Regions from separate parts of the Camelus bactrianus genome. Here region 1 is linked to region 2. Evidence: chromatin contacts called from public Hi-C data. All regions are on one chromosome and are shown on one strand. The core of a region is the stretch at or near the end of the contact, and the rest is flanking DNA. Distances in the headings are between cores, read along the strand shown.

What was found. A called contact is a pair of places that touch in the nucleus more often than the background predicts.
Region 1: a Hi-C map of liver shows a contact between it and region 2, with 6 times the contacts expected there. The contact joins the promoter of TIAL1 here to the promoter of SEC23IP in region 2. A contact is called at or near these places in 2 of 2 Hi-C or Micro-C datasets (blood and liver).

The regions. Positions count from the first base shown.
Region 1 is chr11:26,853,460-26,858,893 of ASM4877302v1, reverse strand. TIAL1 (TIA1 cytotoxic granule associated RNA binding protein like 1) reads right to left here and starts at 1,941. Exons shown (of 12, transcript XM_074373541.1): 1 at 1,449-1,941. The coding sequence starts at 1,480.
Region 2 is chr11:26,629,042-26,634,497 of ASM4877302v1, reverse strand. SEC23IP (SEC23 interacting protein) reads left to right here and starts at 1,800. Exons shown (of 19, transcript XM_045506545.2): 1 at 1,800-2,053. The coding sequence starts at 1,891.

The sequences.
Region 1 (5,434 bases), core at 692-3,191, 220 kb before region 2:
AGCAGGGTTTTTATTCAAGCAGTTGATGTGCTTAAGTTGGACTCAAATACTCAAAACAGGATAGCAGATACTCTAGTGAGATACTAGAGAAATAGGAATTAAAAAGTGCAACCCTGCCCCACCAAGAAAACAAAAACCCAAACTTGTATCAATATTTAACATAGGTATCTATCTTCTTTACAGAGCAAACTTTCTTTGATAGGAGTAAAGAGATGAGAAACGAGTCAAACTTCCTGAGTACCCATTCACTTTCATTTATTCCCCAAAAAGTAATTTCCCCATCAGATTGCAGAGCCAAGTGAACTATGATCATATCAATACCAGGCAGGGGCAACAGAAAACAAAGCAACAATCTGACTGCCTCCTTGTACTCGAGGCAGGTGTGCTGAGCTTCAAGAGGCTAGGAAAATGCAAGGTGCCCAACTTAAACATTTAATTAAAATTACTCACACTTAAAAAAATCAGGAGGAAAAAAAAAGGAGTGCTACACTATTTGGAAAGGAATGCAAATGCTGAATCATCACTCTTCATTAGGAAAGGAAGGAAACTCGAATAAGCAGCTGGAAGATGAAATTCATTCATTACATTGGGCTTCAGGGTAAAGAGCAATACAGCAAGATGGAAGAAAAAGCGCTCAAAAGATGTACATCGAATAGCTGATAAAAACATCATTTTATCCAACTCTGAAGGTCTTGACGCACAAACAGAATAGGAGGAGATAACACTAACAGAGCAAAAGCACTTAAACAACTAGTTGTCAGTTTAGCGTAGATAGCGCTCAAACCAAACTTCGTCATCCAAGAAGGGAAAGATGCTCCCGCCGCAAGAGGCATCCCTTTTGCACTTCAAAAGTAGCGGGCGCTAGGCGAGTGTTTTCTGACAGCGTGGGCGGGGGCACGTGGGACAGAGAGAGTAGGGGCTTGAGTGGCGGAGAGTGTCCGGCTTCCTGGGAGAGCTTATCTTGGAAGAGCCGGGAGCGACTGGAGCTGGGGACGTGGAGGGCGTGAGTGCTAATTTCTCGCGGCCCGCAAGGGATGTGACTGCGGTCCCACCCCCAGTCCCACCCCCACCAGGCCCAGCCCCTATGGGGACCGCCAGCTCCCGGCCCAGCCCAGGGCCCCAAAAGCAGAGGGGGAGGAGGAGCTCTCCAAGGCCTGACAGCCTCTGCCGTGGGGAAACGCGGCTTAGCAAGGGGGTGCAAACAAGGGAGCGAGAGAAAAAGGTCGAAACAAGCCCCGGACCCCAGGAAGTGACTGTGTTTGGGGGAAGGGAGGGCTTCCTTCCCAAGGAAAAAGGGACAGATGAGGAATGCACTTCGCGTCCGTGCCACCCAGACCAGGGAACCGACAAGAGCCCCGGCTTCGACCTCGCTCTCCTGCTCCCTCCCACAGCGTCCCGCGATGCCCGGGCCTCTCGGCGCCTGGCACCCCCCCCGTCTCGGTACTCACAGAGTCCGGGGCTGCCCGTCGTCTTCCATCATGGTGGGTGCGACGGAGCGATCCCGGGACAAGGGGGAGGGCAGGGCTGGGGAGGGGAGGGGGTGGGGAGGAAGGGGAGGGGGGCTCCGGGCACCGGCTGGGGACAGAGGAAAAGGCACCGAACCCTGCTCGCGGGCTCTCTCCCCCCAGCCCGCTCCGGACACTGCGCTCCAACCGGGAGGAGCAGGAGGAGGAGGAGGAGGATGAACAAAATGGCCGCCGCCACCAGCCAGGCAGGAAACGGGGCAGAGCGCAGGCGCGGCCCGCCAGGTCACCGCTCAGGCCAGCCGCGACGGCCTGAAAAGGGAATAACTGAGTGGGGAGGAAAACGGACCGCTGAGGAAACCCTGTGACCAGTCACGACGGATCACGTCGTCGCTGTGTGCCGGCTGGCTGGCGAAGCCTGGCCAGCTCAAGAAGAGATCGAGTAAAAAGAGAACCGCCGCGCAGCTGAAGTCTCTGGGAATTGTGGTCCTGGAAATGAGAGAGGGAAGCACTTCCCCCAGAGGACTTCTGGGAATTGTAGTCCAAAGGAGACGGCCGGCGCCCTCGCCAGGCAGGGACGCGAAGAAGAGACTTCTGGGTAGTGTAGTCGTACGTGAGACGTGCAGCGACCAGGAAGTCGGCATGCTGGGACGGGAGAGGGAGAATAAACGCGACGTTAAAAGGCGGGGAAACGAGGTTGGAAAAAGCTCTGTCGGGAAAGTAGACTACAAGTCCCAGAGTGCCTCGCGCTGGGGGCTGTCCTAGGATTGCTCCAGGCATTTTTACAGCACTTCGGTTGGCTCAGCCTGAGCTGCTGCTCCGCCTCCGTCCAGCCCGAGAGCGGTTTCTTCAACTGCGGCTAAGGCAGGGCTCTGGCTCCGCGTGGTGTTCGAGTCAGCAGGCCTTTCTGGCCGTCCTCTATAAGACAAAACGGCCCGGCCACGGTCATCAACCGCCGCCCCGCGCGACAGGCGGAGGTTCTGGGGCGGCCCTCGGGCTGGCGCTGAGCTGAAGATGCGCTCGCCGGGGTCCTCCGGCTTTCCAACGGCCGACCGCGTCCTTTGGGCACGTTTTCCCGCAGATAGGTATTCTATCCTAGGTAGGCTGCTTGTAGATTGCTTTACAAGTTTCAAAGGTTTCCCCATCCGTTGTCTCATCGGATAAGGGGATTAGAAGAGCAGCCCTTTACCAGTCAGTGTAAGGGAGGTGATGATGCCCTCCTACACTATTATTTAGTTATTAGAATGAAAAATATTTCGGGAAGAGAGACGTGTAGAGACTTAAGGTTGTGTTTATAGACTTCCATCGTAGAGACGGAGAATGAAGTCTTGCTCGGACATATGGGAAACCATGTTCAAACTGGCTCCTTAAGACCTTGTAGAATTTGTTTTTTCACCCGCAAGAGTTCACGGTGCGCTTTAACCGCCCCCTCTAAGCACCTTTAGGAGAACTTGATTGAGTTTGTACCTGCTTTTGTAGCTCAGTGAAGGCTGAGGGTGAGAAAAGATTTTTCAGCCTGTTGCCGGGGCTTATGGGTCCCAGTTAACCAGTACCTTGCGAATTGGTTCTACAAACACCGCCCCTGAATCTTAATCCTGTAAGGGGAATGCAGCAAAAGTGTTGTGAGGGCAATAACTGGAGGGGGGTGGGGGTGGTGGTCGGATTTCGACCAGGAAGGCTTAGTAGAGGCCATGACGAGGAAGTTGAGCCCCATGAGTCACTGGGAACAGCAAAAGAGCACGGATCCATGGTTAAAATGTATGGGTTTGGAGTAAGGAGGAGTAGGGGAAGGCATGGAGTAGGGGTCTTGAGAGCTAAGTTAGAGGAGTGGACAGGAGCCTTATAGAACCACATTGTTAAGGACTGATACCAGGCCGAGGAGCTTGGGCTTTATCTTCCAGTCAGTGAGGGCTTTTTTTTTCCCCCCTTTAACTGGACCTGGGTATAGAACTGTATTTATCATAATCCGGTTCATCACGGATCCATGCCTGGCCCCCTGTATTAATTCCTGTTGTTGCTGTGACAAACTTAGTGGCTTAAAACAACAGGAATGTATTAACTTACAGTTCTGGAGGTCAGAAGTCCAAAATAAGTTTCACTGAACTAAAGCAAAGGTGTTGGCATGGCTGGTTCCTTCTGAAGTCTAGGGGAGATTGGGTTTCCTGCCTTTTCCAGCTTCTAGAAGCTGCCTGCATTCCTTAGCTTTTGGCCCTTTCATCTTCAAAAACAGCAGCATGGCATCTTCTTTCCTCTCTGACCTCTGTCTGCCACTGTCCTTACATTTCTTTCTGACTGATCTTCCTTCCACCCTCTTTGAGTTACAAGGACCCTTTCTGATTACATTGGGCCAGGATAATCTCATTTCAAGACCCTTAATCACATCAGCAAAATCCTTTTTACTCTAACATAACATATTCACTGATTCTGGGGATTAAGACATAGACATCTTTGGTGGGCCATTATTCAGCCTATCACACCCACCTTTATTAGTTTAGTTACTTTCAAAAATGTAGCAATAGCTGTGAGCCCTCCAAACCTGAAAAAGTTATTAGGACAGCAATTTACGTCTAACTCTTTGGTTTGCCTCACACACAGGCTTACTCATCCCCCTGCCTCCCTCACCTGGGTTAATCATCATCCTGAATCCTGAATTTACCATTTCTTGTTTTCCTTTTTTACAAAGTTTTTATTCCAAATACACATCTACTCTTACTCATACCTATACATATTTCCAAAAAGTGTGTGTATATACACGTATTTTTGATTTGCATTTAGTCTAATGAAAAGAACATCCCCACTACTTAGCTATTAGAATGGCTAAAATCCAAAACACTGATACCACCAAATGCTGGTGAGGATGTAAAACTACAGGTTCACTACTGGTGGGAGTGCAAAATGGCACAACTACTTTGGAAGACAATTTGGCAATTTACAAAGCTAATCATATAGCTTCTAGGTACCTCAAATGAGTTGAAAATTTATGTCCACACAAAAACTTGCACATGAATGTTTACAGCAGGTAGATTCATAATTATCAAAAATTGGAAGCAACCAAGATATCTTTCAATAAATGAATGGACAAACTGTAGTACATCCAGACAATGGAATAGTATTCAGTGGCAGAAGAAAATGAGCTGTCAAGCCACAAAAAAGATATGGAGGAATCTTAAATGCATATTGCTAAGTGAAAGAAGCCAGTCTGAAGAGGCTACATACTGTATGATTGCAACTGTATGACACACCAGGAAAGGCAAAAACTATGGAGACGGTTAAAAGGTGAATGGTTGCTGGAGGTGGCGATGAATGGGTGGAGCACAGAGCATTTTTACAGTGGTGAAACTCTTCTGTGTGGTACTCTAATGGTGGATCCCATTGAATGTATAACACAAAGAGGAAATCCTAATGTGAATTACGAACTTTAGTTAATAATAATGTATCAACATTGGTCCATCGTTTGCAACAAATGTACCACATAAATGCAGGATAGTAATTACAGGGAAAACTATATACACAGGTAGGGAGAGGATGTATCTGAACTTTGTACATGCTGCATAATTTTTCTATAAACCTGAAACTGCTCTAAAAATAAAATGTTACAAAGGGAAAAAATATGCCTTTGTATCCTGTTGGAATTTTTTCACCCAGTGTAAGAAGTGCAAGATTCAGCCATATTTTATGTATTTAGTTCACTCATTTTCACTATTGTGTGATATTCCACTGTGTGAACATAACAACGCTTTGTGATTTCTCATTAATGGACATTTGAGTTGCTTCCAGGTTTTTACTATGGTGAGCAGTGCTGCTGTGAACATTCTTGTACTCATCTGTTCTAGATGTGCAAGAGTTTTCCTTGGTCTATTCGAGTTTATACCTAAAAGTAGAATTGTTGAGACACAGGTATATGAGTATTCAGCTTTAGAAGATAATGTCAAACTTTTTTTTTAAGCAGATACGTAGATTTGCATGCTCAT
Region 2 (5,456 bases), core at 551-3,050:
CTGCCAAGTTTTTCCAGTTAACTTCTACTTACTGGCTTTCAGGTCTCAACTTTTACTTTTCTTCTTCAGGAAAGTCTTTCATGTTACTCCAGACTTGGTAGGTCCTTGGTTGATGGTCTGATCATTCTAAGTACTTGCTATCCCTCCCCTAGATGTGTTATACCTCCCTCTCCTAATAGTGTCAATATTCCACATAACACACTTCGGGATATTCTACATTATAACTTTCAACACACTTTAGTTTATTGTTATTATATGTTTAGTTGTCTGTCCTCCTGACCAGAGTGTAAACTCAAGAAGGAAGGGTCCTGTGTCTATTTCATATACCACGGTACCCCTAGTGTTTTGTATACTGCCTTGACCACCCATAATAATGACAAAGACTTCTTAACCAGACTGTAGCATGGCTACTAGTAGCTTAAGGCCATGTCCCCAGGATGAACCCTGTCTCCCTTAAAATGCCTGCCTGAGAAAGCTCAACACTGCCAGGAATTTACTGTTTGTTCCAACCCAAAACAGGTATAGGCATACAGGCTGCTGAACCTCCTTTAAAGCAGTTACTTTAGAAATCTTGCAATTATAAATCCTTTCTCTGCCACTTTGAGATATAAGTCTTCTGTCACCCAAAACTGTCTTCTCAAGGACCTGAGAATTGTATCCTCCCAGCCTGGTGGGTACCTTGCTCTAAGTTGTACCACTGCCTGCCATAAAGATGTGAGAAGTCTATTTCTCCTACATATAAGTGCCAGTTAACAAAATTAACAAACCTGGGTGGCCTAGTCACATGGACCAATACCCCTTTGCACCCTTCAGTGCCTTTGCCTTAGCACACCCGTCTTTAAAGTCTCCAGCCTTTCGGGGAAGTTCAGTTTAGTGCAGTTCATGATGTACCCACTTCCTTAATGCAATAGTTATTACTGAATAAAATCTATCCTTACTGCTTTAAACTAGTGCCTGGCTTTCATTTTCTTTGACAGTAAGCACACTAGTCATTGAATTAGTTAATAAACAGGTACTATATAGGTGTGAACAGCTGGGAGAGAGGGTAGTTTCATTGTTTCAAAGCTTCTTTTAGGGTTTCTTCTATCCCCCCTCTCCTACCCTCCAAGAAGTTACTTATTTTCTTTCGTAATTTTTAACTATATGAAAGATGCCAATTACATCCAAATTATCCACAGTGCATTTTGGGATTAAATCAGATTATTGTAGACAAGTATAGAAAGCTATCTAAAAAGGTCACACACCTAAATGTCAATTCTCTGGTTTCTCTCGTAAAATTTTTTCCCTTTCCTTTGGCTTAAAAATTTAAAAAGTTTTACCATTTCTATTTCTGGGCCAATGACAAGAGTTCAGTTCAGTCCAGAAAGACACGTGGGCGGGTTAAAAGTGGTTGCTGGAGTGAGTTTGGCTAGACCTTGGCTACAAATGGCCCTCACATTTCTCCCCTCTGCGCACAGCACTCTGCTACCTACGCCTGCGGGCTTCCGCTATTTCTCCAAAATCTTATCCAGTTAAACGTTCCTGTTGGTACTTTCAGAAGCCCGGAACGCCCTGAGCAATCCGAGACTTTCAGCGTCAATTCATACTTGATTCACACAACCCGCAGCGTTTCCTCTCCTGCTCTCCAACCCCAGCCTCGGCCTCCGCTTCCAGCCGCGCCCGAGCATTGGCGGAGGCTGTCACGTGCTAGGACCCGGGAGTGAAGCCTGCGCCGCCATTTTGATTTCTGGCGGCCCCCTAGGGGAAAGGATTGGGCTGCTGACCAGCCACCCGGAGTTCCGGCCCTTGTGCGCAAGTGCGGAAGTGTGTTGGCCCCGAATGTGATCGGCTTCCGGCCAGTGGTGCCTCTCCGGCCAGCCGGAGACGTGTAACGGACGGTGGGACGCAGCCATGGCTGAGAGGAAGCCTAACGGTGGCGGCGGCGCCGCCTCCACCTCCTCTTCGGGCACTAACTTACTGTTCTCGTCCTCGGCCACGGAGCTCAGTTTCAACGTGCCCTTTATTCCGGTCACCCAAGCCGCCGCTGCCTCGACCTCCCTGCTCTTGCCCGGAGGTAGTAAAGAGAGGGGAGTCCGGTGGGGCAAGTGTGTGCAGGGAGGCGGGCGGGGGGCGTGGGGTGATGAGGGTCGGACGGGAGGCCTGTCTTCTGCCTGGATCCGACCCTCTTGGTAGCTTGCTAGGGCCATCAGTGGCCAAGTTTGAGTGGCCTGGGGACTTTGGGATCTTGGGGGCAGGGGCCAGGCTCTTCGTCGAAGGAACTCTGTTCCGATTGCTGGCCACTCCTGTATTGGCATTTCACAAATTTTTGTTTAACACCTACAGGTGTGCCAGGTGCTTTCAGGGGATGCAAATAAATTAGTGCTGCCTCTCCTAGGATACAGTAGGGTATCTCCTAGGATAGACACGTAACAGTTGCAAGAGTTAAGTACAGAATACGGTCCTCATCTTTCAAGGCAGTGCATCATTTCTCTAAGGAGCTCTTGCTTGTTCTTAGGACCCGACTCCTATGTGCACCCTAGCTCTTTGTTCATATCTTTATTACAGTCTAGGGAGATTGCATTTTAAAGATTATGTGGCATAACCTGGCTGGTGTTTAGGAGCGCAGAACTTTTTCCAGCCTTAGCCCAGCAAATAAGTTACTGTGCGACTTCAAGCATGTTACTTTACCTCTCTGTGCTTCATTTTCCATATATATATATATACAGCCTCATCGGGCTGTAATGAGAAGACAATTGATTCTTGTAAAGCACTGAATATAGGGTCTGGATATAAATGTTTGTGAAATAAACATATCTGCTTCTTTGGACCGTGGGCTTCTTGACGTTTGCAACTGTGGGCAACTTGACGTATGACTTATTTACTTTTTTATTTCTAGGATCTTGTTTAGTGTCTAACACATAGATCCTCAGTAAATGCTGAATATTTTTCCATTGAATAATTATTCTAGCTTGGAGGACTAAGGAAAGTTTCAGAAAGTGAAGAAGGACAAGCAGAAGGCAGCTATACATGAAAGTTCCCCCTCGTTAGTGTTATGTTTCTTCTTGGTGCTTTTCACCATCTGACATGTGCACATTTTTTCCCATTAGAATGTAAGCTCCCTTAGAGCAGGAACTTATATGTAGAACAGTGCTTAGTATGCTGTAGACCAGTTTTTCAGTAGAGACTTGTTGAACAGATAAAAGGATGGGAGTCAGGAATATGTATGTCTTGTTTTGAGAGTGTGTCTGAAAGGTGAGGCATTGCCATTTTGGTGGAGGACTAGCATGGCTGGAGCAGAATGTTCTGGGAGGGTGCAGGAATAAATAAAGCCGTACATGGGATTTTCATATCATCCTCTGTTTCACAAATGTTTGGCTCATGCCCATCTTCCTTGCTGAATAGTATTTTGTTTGTGTGTGTCACTATCAATTAATGCTAAACATTTTCATGTTCAAGTACAGGATAATTTGCCTTGGAGACAGGTTTCTTAGAGATAGGTTATTTAATAAGAAAATTAATAGTTTTTAGGGCTAAAATTCTGGATCAAATATTTTCCCACCTCTGAAAAAGATTTGATCATTAGAAACCTGTTTAGAGAATTTCCAAAGACAAAAGGACCTGTCACATTGGAAGCAATTGGACACACATTAGTGAAAGAGACACATAGGAAGCAGTTTTCATTCATTCAGCAAACATGGATTGGGCAGCTTCTGTTTGCCAGGCTCTGTTCCAGATGTCAGGGAGACACAGAAGAGCAGACAGCATTGCCCTTGGTGACTGCGTAGTATGTACAGACACACTGTACCCAGCTGTGTAAGTTATTGTGATGCAGGTTTTTGATGGCTTGAAAGAGGGATCGATATGCTGCTGTGAGAGCTGTGGGTGTCAGGCTGGCTGACCAGGGAGAGGACATCTCATAGGCCTTCAGGGCTTCACAGAGGAGGTGATTTGTGAGCTGGGTGTTGAAGGGTACAAAGCAGTTAGGGAGTCTGGGCAGATAGGCGTGTGTAAGAGTCTGGAGGTGTGAGAAAACCTGCAGATTTGGTGGGATTTGGTGGTAGGTGTTCACTTTTTCTCTCTCTCCTTCCTCTGCTCCTTCTCTCTTGCCCCATTCCTTGCCTTATCCCAGATCAGCGTGGCTAAAGCAAGTACAGGGGAGTGGCTCAAGCGGTCAGTGGGGACCAGATCACGAAGGGCCTCATATACCATACTGAGGAGTTTGTAGTTCCTCCTGTGGGGTGGGGGTGTGCCCTTAAACGGTTTTAAGCAAGGCATTGAAATTAGAGTTGTTTCAGAAAGACTGGAATTTTCTGAGATTACATGGGAGTAAAGCTGACTGTAGCAAGAGCTGTCAGTCTGGAGGCCATTGTGAGGCAGGAGTGGGTGGCCCTCTAGCCTAGCCACACAGAAGAACAGTGAGCAGATGTGAGAGATTTTTAGACCATCAGATTGTTGGGACTTAGTGACTCACTGTCAATGCAAAGGCCTCTTCTCTCGGTTCAGTTTTAACCCCAAGACCCATCTCCACCTGGCATATAATGGATACTGTGTATGTATTTCTTTAACGAGGATCTGAATGATTAAAGGAAGGGCATGAGAGACAGGAAGGAGTCAGAGAGGTTCTGGTTTGAGCGTCTGGATGGATGTTGGCAGACTTCTATTGCAATAGATCTGTGAAAGGAGCACACGGAGGGGGACAGTTTAGATGACGAATTCAGTTTAGGCTTACTATGTGGCTGAACCTGTCAAAAGTATTGAGGAAGCAGTTGGAAAATAGGTTCTGGGACGCATGAATCAATCTCGATTTGAGACAGAGTTGGGAGTGTCACAGGTACACAAGTGCTCATTAAAGTAATGGGTCTTGATGCCAAGTGTGTCCACATGTAATTAGAAAGTGTCCCTGAGGTGAGGCTGCTGGCAGCTTTTAGAGATCGATGCTTCGTTTGTAATTGATGCTAATCAGAAAAAAGTTTCTCGAATCAGGTTGATCCCAAGTTGTCTTAAAGGATGAAAGATACCACAGTGTTTTTTTCCATTCTTTTAGATGTTGAGATATGAACTAAGAAATATGGGTCCAAGTGAGGTTCATGTGACTGAAAAGAGAGGTAGGAGCCGGAACTGTATGAAAAAAGTAGAATGAAACAAGCAGACCTAGGGCCTTGTGCAGGAAGTGGTATTTTTAGGTACAAAGAAACAGCACAGAGGAGTATTTTGAATAGTGGAGGATCTCAGTCAAGTTAGTGTGTGTGGAATATAGTGGGAGCATCCTAAGAGCTGAAGCCAGAATCTCCACGAGCCCAGTGGCCTCCTTCAGTGGAGGTCAAGAGGGAGCTCAGAGCTTGAAAGGCCACCCTGTGACAGGTCCCAAGGGCAGGGACCATAGCGTGCCTGTGTGCTGGGAGAGAGTCCACCCCTTTGACCTGCTCCATGCCTCCAGGGGTTGGAGATAAGAGGGAATGAGACAGGAGAATGAAAAG